2 separate regions of the Gossypium hirsutum genome follow, and region 1 is linked to region 2. Evidence: chromatin contacts called from public Hi-C data. All regions are on one chromosome and are shown on one strand. The core of a region is the stretch at or near the end of the contact, and the rest is flanking DNA. Distances in the headings are between cores, read along the strand shown. Region 1 holds the start of LOC107949739 (G patch domain-containing protein TGH). Region 2 holds the start of LOC107949747 (cilia- and flagella-associated protein 20).

Region 1 (5,324 bases), core at 309-2,808, 320 kb after region 2:
AAACTTCAAACTCATGAAGGTCAAAACTTTATTAGCAGTCACATGACAGAATTAGGAATTTCAGATTTAGAGAAGGCATCAAGATTTTTTTAAAACATCTCTAAACTAGAATACTAGAAGTGCAGGAAACTGAGTTGTAAAATATGAAGGAAATAAACAACTATGAAAAAATGTGATTTCGGCATAGAGCATGTCAAACCTAACAGACACTGCATCATCCTTATCTGCGGTCAAAGAAAATCATAAAAGGTGGGAGAATGAAATAGAACATACTGCTTTCTCATCTTCATCTAAAAAGTTGAAAATGCTCTGCTGTTTGACTTCAGCTCTGCTCTTCCTTGATGATGTAAATGATTGTGGGGCCCAACCTGCAAATATGTTTCACAACCCATAAGGCATGCTAGATGATATCATTACAAGTGAATGGAAGTAATCTAGTTAATATGAATTATAGAGATATACCCTCTTTAGTGCCCACCGTATTGAAGTAACCAGCAGAAAATCCACCTGTAAATGCACCATGGAATCTTCTGCGTCCTTCTTCATCTCTAACCTGGAAAAATGTAGTTCAAAGATGATAGAAAGAAAGTCTTTTGATCATGTATAACAAATAAACACTTACAAGATCACATAATACACCTTATCTATATTATTATATCATGCAAGAGATTGAGCTAGATTGGCAATTCATAAGTTAAAGAATTATTAAACTATGGATGCCATCAAAAAAGAAACCCATCAATGTTCTCTTTTTTTAAAGCAATTCCAAGAAATATTGTTTAGAATCAACTGCAAGTAATGTGAAATCCATCAAAGGCTTCCATTCCTGTTAAGGAACTGATTTATCCTCAAATACTACCTAAAAGCAAACAATTTGCTTTGATCATCACATGAATCCAATTTATACAACCTCCAAATAACAAGTAGCAGTTTTCAAAAAAACACAAAACAAACAACCAAACTTGTTCATATAAAAAATGTAAAAGCAAGTTCCATCCCTATCATCCCCGCTTTCTTCTATTTTCTTTTCTCCTAAATTTCACGGAAACCAAACGACCTCTGAAAGATACGATTTCCAGCTAAAGGGCGGACGAAAAAGAAAAAAAAACAGAACTCAACCTCATATGGGTTCTAGGAAGGTTCAAATATCTCACTTAGAAAATCAGGAAAAAAAAAACAAGAGGATGATGGAAGTATATACCTCTTGCTTCCAGGGAGGGAGGGAGCGGAGGTTACCAGAAGCTTCGGCGGCGGCTTTCTTCCGACGGCTGGTGATCTCCTCTTCCCGCTCTATCGGTGTACCGAAGAACACGTAATCCTCCTCGTCCGAATCCATAATTTTCCTTTCCTAATTGATTGATTAAGTGTTTAAATGAGAGTGAGATTAAAAGAGCTATTGGAAAATGGCTGTTGATTGATTATAAATGGATTTTATTTTATTTGGGGGGAATTGCCGAGTTCTTGAAAGGAAAGCTCTGGTTGCAGTAGGATCCGAAGGCGAAGATTAAAAGCTTGGGTTGGGTTAGTGAAAAACCTGTACCCAGACTTGTGAAAAGGCCGGCCCTTTTTACAATATTTTTTCGATTTTAAAAGCTTTACTTCATTTATTATTAAAAAGGTTAAAATGTGCTATTAATCCCTGTACTTGTATATAATTCGAAATTTGGTCCCTGTAAAGGTTAAAAATTCAATCCTCCTACTTTTCAATTTAAAAATCCTAGTCCAATTATTATCTTCATTGATAGTTTTTGTCAAATTTTTTCAATTTAATATGTTTATTTTCTATTAATCATTTGCAATATTGTAGGAGGACAACACAATCAAAATTTGAAATTAACAAATTTTGACGAAAAATACTCATGAATTTAATAGTTGGACTAATATTTTTAAATAAAAAATTTTAAAGGGCTTAATTTTTTAAACTTTTTAAGTATAGAGAATAAATATCAATTTTCAAAATACAAGTACTAACAGTATATTTTAACCTTATTAAAATATTTTTATATGTTTCGATATAGGTTTTTTTCACTAATTTTACTAATATTTAAAAAGTTGTATTATTTATTATTCTAAGTTTGGGGGAAAACTATTTCTCAAAATATGATTTTTTTTTTTTGGCATACTTCAACACTCCGGGGTGTTGAATTCAATTACAATTTATGTGCCACAAAAGTTCCATCTCCGCTATAGATTTTGCATGATAATTATGAAATAATTAAGATTCCTTTTGAGTTTAGATGTGTGTATATTTTAACCTTAAATATTTAACCTAACTTAACCCTAATACAATAGATGTGTGAATCTCGACATCTAATATAGAGTTTAAGTCCTTCGACTCCCTCAAAACTGATTGCCACATGCCAAATTGGCGTAGCAACCAATCACTGTACTGTTGTTTGACAATGTCGAAACATATAACGTTTATGTAAATCTTACCCAGTGTGTGCCCCTCATCCACTAAGGCCTTAGGTAGCATCGCTTGAATGTCTTTTGCCCAATACGATGTCCACTGAAACTACATTTAATAATTACAAGTTAACAAAATAGTAAAGGATGATAATAGTCAATACCCTAACCATTTATAACAGCTAAATAATTAACCTCGTTAGTTGTATATATATATCAATATAAGACTTTCAATAATATGTGGTGTGATTCAAATTCACCTTAAATATTTAAATATATTTAAAATTTATCAAATATATTATAAAAATGAACCTAGAAATATGTTTTAAACTGATATATGCATGGATGGGGTGAAATTTATTAAAGTCAATTCAATGAAGTTGTCAATTTTCAAGCTCAAAAGATTAATCAACTTGAAAATGAATTTTTGGATGGGATCTAGGCATTTTTGGGTTGAGATGTCTACATATCACTTGAAGAGCTATCTCTTATCTTTGAAAAGCACTTTGAATCACTCAATTTTGAGTTTGGGAGCTTAATTAAGTTATAACCATTTTAGTGAAGACTGCACGAACAGAATTTTTGGATAGGATTATTATGGGAAATTATGAGTTTCGGGCTTTAACTCGAGTTTAAATCATATTGGATTTTATTTTTAGGGTTAATTTTTATTATATATGAACCTAATATTATATTTATTGGGTTTTATTATTTATTTATTCTGAATTTTGGATATATTTTTAAGTATTTTAAGTTATTTAGGAGTTTTATATTTCTTAGTCGACAAGAAAGCTTAGTTTAAATTGCTTATTGTTTAGATTAATTAGAGTTTCATTATACTTGAGAGTTTTATTTGGATGTAATTAGCTAGCCTATATAAAGGCCTCTTCATTGTTTATTAAAAACACAATTGTTTTTCATTAATAAAATTTTCAACTCTTAGAGTAAGTTTTTTTTGTACATGATTGCTTTCTTGTGATTTTTAGAAGCAGCTTTCTTCTTGATTTTTCTTCAGTGAGTTGTGAGAATCATTCTTCATCCTCCAATTTGTCAAGAATTATTTCTTAAGGGGTTGATTAGAGCCATTAATTGAATTTGTTAGGGTTTATACCTAAAAAGGTTCAATTGGACACTTATCTATCTATCCATCATATCCATCGGTTTATTTGATTCATCTTCCACTTTTTAATCTATCATTTATTTATTTATTGTTTTTGTTAGAGTTGTGTGACCCAAATTCTAAGAGATTTCTTGCAAGTCAAGTTAAACAAAATATATCTTCTTTCTAGAAGATTTAGTATTTATGAGTATAATATATTTAGCATTTATTAGCATAATATATTTGACTTTGATTAGAATTAGGTTTTTTAAACCTATAAATAGATGTAATCGAAACTCCTCTTGTAATCATTTAAATTCGACATAGTGAATTTTCTTTTACTCTGCCCGTGGTTTTTTCCCGAAAGGGTTTCCACGTAAAAATCTGTGTGTTCTTTATTTTTATCTCTCTTTTCTTTGCGATATATTGTCATTACTAACGTTCTATTTTTACAAATTGGTATTGGTTGGTCATTCGATCAAGATGGCTGAAGACAATTTGTTGCATCGCACAGATTGTGTGGCAGATTAAGAGCAGTTCTGGCAGATGGAGGATGCCCTGCTAGGGATAGATAAGATGCCTTAGACATTAACGAATGAAGAGAAGAAGCGTGAGGATCAAAAGGCGTTAACACAATTACATCTGCATTTGTCTAACGAAATTTATAGGATGTGATGAAGGAGAAGACCGCCGCTGCATTATGGAAGAGACTGGAACAAATATGTATGTCGAAAACTCTAACCAGCAAGTTGCATATGAAGCAACATTTTTATGCTCATCGTTTGGAGGAAGGTGCATCTATGCACAAACAATTAACAGTGTTTAAAGAAATTCTTTCAAACTTGGAGGCCATGGAGGTTCAATATGATAACTAAGATCTAGGGTTGATTCTACTTTGTTCGTTTCCCCCGTCTTATTCAACCTATAGAGACATGATTTTATATAGTCACGAGTCTCTCACAATTGATGCGGTTTACGATTCTTTAACCTCGTATGATAAGATGAAGCATCTTGTAGTTAAACCGAATTATAAGGGAGAGAGTCTCATTGTTCGTGGGAGACAAGAACGAAATGTTGATGATGATCATGGAAGGACATAGGAACGGAATCCTCGCGGTAAATCTAAAGGTAGATCGAAGTCTTCAAACAGAGGTAAAACTTGTAACTTCTGCAAGAAGAAAGGGCACATTAAATCGGAGTGTTATAAGCTACAGAACAAGATCAAAAGGGAGGCTGCGAATCAAAAGGGAAAACAACCAGAAAATTCTGGTAAAGCTGATGTTGTAGAAGACTACATCGATGGTGAACTTCTAGTCGCTTCTGTCAATAACTCTAAAGTGAGCGATGAGTGGATCATTGATTCGAGCTGCACCTTCCACATGAGTTCCAATCGAGATTGGTTTACAATTTATGAAACAATGTTTGAAGGTGTAATTTTGATGGGAAATAATACTTCGTGTAAAATTACAGGTGTTGGAATGATTAAAGTTAAGATGTTTGACGGAGTTATCAGAACACTTAGTGACGTGTGACATGTTCCAGAATTGAAAAGAAATTTAATTTCATTGAGTACTCTTGATTTAAAAGGGTACAGATACACAGCTGAAAGTGGGGTTTTGAATATTTCCAAAGGTTCCCTCGTTGTGATGAAAGGTCAGAGAAAAACTGCCAAGTTATATGTTTTGCAGGGTTCTACTGTTACTGGTGATGTAGCTATTGCTTCCTCTTACTTGTCAGATGATGATATTACTAAAATTTGGCATATGCGCCTAGGGCATATGAGTGAGAATAGCATGACAAAATTGAGCAAAAGAGGACT
Region 2 (4,833 bases), core at 205-2,704:
TACGGAAGAAAAAAAAAAAAAACAGCCTTGTTTTGGTAAGTGCAATAGTGTCCATCCATGACCCATCCATCCTTCACTACCATCGGAGATTCCCCCAAGATGAACAAAAAGGTATGTAATTTCCAACTCGAAAACTAGTAAAAGGGCACACAACACATCGACAGTATATTAACATGACTCTTTTTTCACCTCGACAACTTCTATACCTGTCCAAATGATAGAAAGAGGGCACATTATGATGGCTTCCAACCAGACTCTTTGTTCGTTACCATATATTTCCTGACCAAATTCATATTGATGGAAAGTGGCCACATTTCAATTTCATATAATTCATACAAAGTATGACAACAGTGGTGACGACCTAAACATGAAAATTCTCCAATCCATAGGCATATCAACAGAAAGAGAGCACTTCGGACCCAACTCTCTATTGACCACCTTTATCGATTTCCTAATGCATAGCTAACAATAAGAGAACATATATTGATATCTTATAATCGATAAAACCAGGAAAATATCAATAGAATGACAACATAATCTATACTTCCCCATCAAATTAGACTCAATAAACCGCAATCTAAATCGTGGCATATAACTATCACTAGATAAATCTCAATAATGCAACCTACTAAACCATGGGTGAGTCTTAAAATTCATGGATTTAAACCACTAAAGTATGACCACATCAACTAATAGTGTTGCAACATATAGCATCTTTTCTAATTCAACTATCTAAATACAATCAAAATTATATAATCTAAAAATATTTGTAGTATTAGAAAAATTAACAGACTTACATACTTGAAAGTTAGAAGCACGAAAACGACGCCGGACGTTCTTATCATCGAGAACTTGGATCTCAAAAGAGAAATATTTCTTCAAGTTTTTAACAATCATAACCAAGAACGGAAGCTTAATACCCAGCGTTGCAGCAGGGTCAGCTGGGCAAGTGATAAAAGTTGATTGAATATTTGATCCAATTATTTCCAGCACATTCGATTGAATGTCATCATCATGGGGTCGTTTAACATGCCCATTTTCAACTGTAAATCAATCCCAACAAGTTGAATATGTAAAATTACCAAACAAAATCATCTAAAAAAAAACATGCAATTTAATGGTGACAAAAAAAAAAGAGGCTCCGTTTATATATGATTATACTTACCTTCTTTATCCCAGATTTGCAGAGGTTTGCTCCTGTAAAAAAGCCAAAAAAATGTAATGAAAAGAACAAATAAAAATACCCAAAAAGAGAAAATTGAGTATATCGTAAAAAGAAACTGAAAGAATATAAAAAAATACCCTAGGCTGTATAAGATTGAGAGAAACCCAGATTGAAAGGTATTTTTAAACATGTTCAAAATCAAGGGTTATTAGAGAACTAGGGATTGTTTCTCTTGGGAAAATTCGACAAAACGGTTCTACAGAGAGCTTACCATCGGCTCACCTTTGGAATCAGCTTTTAAAACCGGTTAATCCGGTAAAAGAATAATGAAAGGGAAATTCTAATTTTTGTACCTGAATTTTACTTCAATTTTGCAAAATGGTACTTCACAATTTTTTAATCCAAATTGTTACCGAATTAGGCTTCCACCGCATATATTTAGGATTGATTTTGTAACACCATTAAAATAAGATCACCTTGTTACACGTGGTATAGACATTAGCTAATCAACTATCATGTCAACAGCAAAAAATATTAAAAAATATTAAAATATTTTTTCATAAAAATTGAAAAAATATTTACAAATTTAGAAAATTTAAAGATTAAAAAAAAATTCGAAACATATATAATTCAAAAAATTAATTTTTTGAAAAATATCTAAATGTTTATAAAATTATTGTGTTTTTATAAAATTTTAATAGTTATTGAAATTTTAATAATTTTTTGAAATTATATATATTGCAAATTTGGAACTTTCTAAACTATTAATATTTTCCCTTTTTATGAATTTTTTTAGTTTTATATTTTTTCTTGGTTTTTTTGTGATTTTATATAGTTTTTCAACTCTTTAAATTATATATATTTTAGTTTTTTTTTGTAATTTTATAAAATTTAAATTATTTGTCTCTTTTTTTTAAAGATTTTTTTCACTAAGGAGAATGTTTGGGAGAAAAGGATTCATTATCACTTTATTACTTGTTGCGGTTGTATACACTTGTACATTTCCATTGTTCCAAGGTGTTGCTGTGGGAACGCGCATGGCAGTAGAAGCCTGACTTTGTTGAGTTGTCGAGGCAGTATCAATACCCCGAAGCTTGACAAAAGTTGCCCTTGTTAGTCCACCCTTATTAGGGGTAATATCCTCAGCATCAGTAAGAGGAACATTAGCAGTCTTGCATAATGTAGTAATGAGGGAAGGAAAATTTAAACTTCCAGCATCCTTCTTAACACAATGATGGACTTCTTGAAAAATAATCCTTCCCACATTAATCGTTCTTCCTTTAATAATAGAATGCAACAACAATATCCTTTCATTGGAAACAGTGGTATTGTGCGTGGATGGCATAAGTCGACTTTTCAAGAAATGATACCACACTTTCCCAATCGATTTCAGTGAAGCCTTTTCAACAGTGTAGCATTCCTGACTAGAGACAATCCATTGTGTGCCCTCGACACATAAATCCTTCAAAACTTGTGTCAAACCCTCATTTGTGATGTTATCCACAAACTCGGTATGTTCATCTTGTACCTTTCTATGGCCAAACTGGGCATTTATATGGTCCTCATCAAATGGTACAGAAGTGCCTCACACATAGATGAAAGGAGAATCAAATGAGTTCATATGGGCATCGAACTCCCTAACTACTCTGCCTAAAATATCATCCGGGTGCAAACAGAAAATGCTCTACCCATGCTGCTCTACTATCGACAATATAGACTCGTCATACCCCATATAGGGTTCGTCCTTAAATAAGAATCCTTACTCAAAACAAAAAGGGACGTTTTAAAATATTATTTGAGTACATCGTAGCCACAACAGAGTTGATGAATGTCTTTGGTTGAGATACGCCAATGTGCGATGATTCCGCGGTTTTAGAAGCATTATTGACTAGAGCCATTAAGAAAGAATAAAGAAAATGGAGTAGAGGTTGAAGATAAAGAAATCATAAAGGTGAGAAAGCCTTATGAGATACATAAAATGTGAATAGTTAGGGAGAGAGAAATAAGGGGGTTAATGATAACAATTTCAGGGAGGATGAAACGTGTTAGGGAAGTTTATGACATGGCGAGAAGAAAAGAAAGAAATAAAATCTTGGGAGGGAAAGATAAAATGACCTAGCCCTACAATATAGGCTTACTTCATAAGGCTCCCAAAAAAATATTAGGTTAAACTGCTCAAGGATCCTCTCCTTTGGACTTTTCTACTTGGTCAACCTTTGATAATTTAACACCTCACCACCCAGTTTGGTATGGCATAGTACTCCTATGTAATGCTACGACAATCGTCCTCCTAGTCCACACTAATAAGATTGGTCTTTTATCCTGCCTTTGAAAAGCTGCACTAATGTATAAAAATCATAAATGAAACAACATGAAATAAAAATTTAGTACATAACTAACGAACAAAAATAACTAAAAAATAAAATAAAAAATTAATTTAAAGTAAGGCAAATAAATAGATTAAAATAAAAAATTTCTAACTCAAGCATCTTGAAAGTCGATGCTTTGTTTGTCACATTCCACATGAGCACCCTAGTAGTACTTTAAGTGTTGTCCATTAACTTTGAATGCAACACCCATTTTCATGTCTTTGTAACAGCTCCGTGTGAGAATACTTGAACTACTTCAAAAGGACCTGACCAGCAAGATTTCAATTTACTAGGAAACAATTTGAGTTTAGAATTAAATAGTAATACCTGTTGTCCTGGTTCAAATTGCCTTGGCATAATTCTGTTATCATACCATCGCTTAGTCTTCTCCTTATATAGTTTAGCATTTTCATATGCTTGTGCCTGAAACTCGTCCATTTCATTCAACTCTAACAACCTTTTATTGCTAGCAGCAGTCCAGTCCACGTTCAGCTTCTTGATAGTCCAAAATGCTTTGTGCTTAAGCTCAACAGGTAAGTGACATGGCTTCCCATAAAAAATTTTAAAAGGTGACATCCCTAATGGTGTTTTAAACGCAGTCCAATAGGCCCACAAAGCTTCATCCAGTCTGGTGACCAGTCCTTATGAAATAAATTCACCACATTTTCCAAAATTTGTTTAATTTCTCTATTAGAAATCTTAGCTTGTCCATTTGTATGGGGATGATACACCATAGAAATCTTATGATTCACTCCATACTTGCGCAAGGAATTGGGCACTAGTTTATAATCAAAATAGGATAATTCATCGCTGATAATAGCTCTAGGTGTACCAAATCTTATAAATATGTCCTTATGTTGGAACTTCAGTACTGACTTAGCATTATTAGTAGCTAGGGCTATCGCTTCTACCCATTTAGAAATGTAATCTACCGCCAAAATTATGTACAATTTGCCTACTGATAGGGAAATGGACCTATAAAGTATATTATCCATAAATCAAATAACTTAACCTCTAGTATGCTTTGCAGCGACATTTCATGTCTTCTAGATAGATTCCCTGTTCTCTAACAACGGTCACACTCTTGACGAAATTCATGAGTATCTTTGAAAAAGTTTGGCCAATAGAATCCCGACTGAAGTACCTTAGCGGCGGTTCTCATTCCTCCATAAAGAGCTGAATGATAATGTTGCAAAATACTATGTATTTCATCATCAGAGACACACTTTCTAATGATTTGATCAACAAAATGTTTAAATAAGAAGGTTTCATCCTAATAATAGTGCTTAGCATCATGAA

What was found. Hi-C and Micro-C count contacts between places; a contact is called where the count stands out from the background.
Region 1: a Hi-C map of leaf shows a contact between it and region 2, with 1.8 times the contacts expected there. The contact joins the promoter of LOC107949739 here to the promoter of LOC107949747 in region 2. A contact is called at or near these places in 4 of 34 Hi-C or Micro-C datasets (callus and leaf).

Annotation. Positions count from the first base shown.
Region 1 is chrD03:40,757,720-40,763,043 of Gossypium_hirsutum_v2.1, forward strand. LOC107949739 (G patch domain-containing protein TGH) reads right to left here and starts at 1,559. Exons shown (of 16, transcript XM_016884494.2): 1 at 1,202-1,559; 2 at 463-553; 3 at 274-368. The coding sequence starts at 1,336.
Region 2 is chrD03:40,438,951-40,443,783 of Gossypium_hirsutum_v2.1, forward strand. It overlaps LOC107949747 (cilia- and flagella-associated protein 20), which reads right to left and starts at 1,455. Exons shown (of 6, transcript XR_005911358.1): 1 at 1,303-1,455; 2 at 1,166-1,197; 3 at 802-1,043.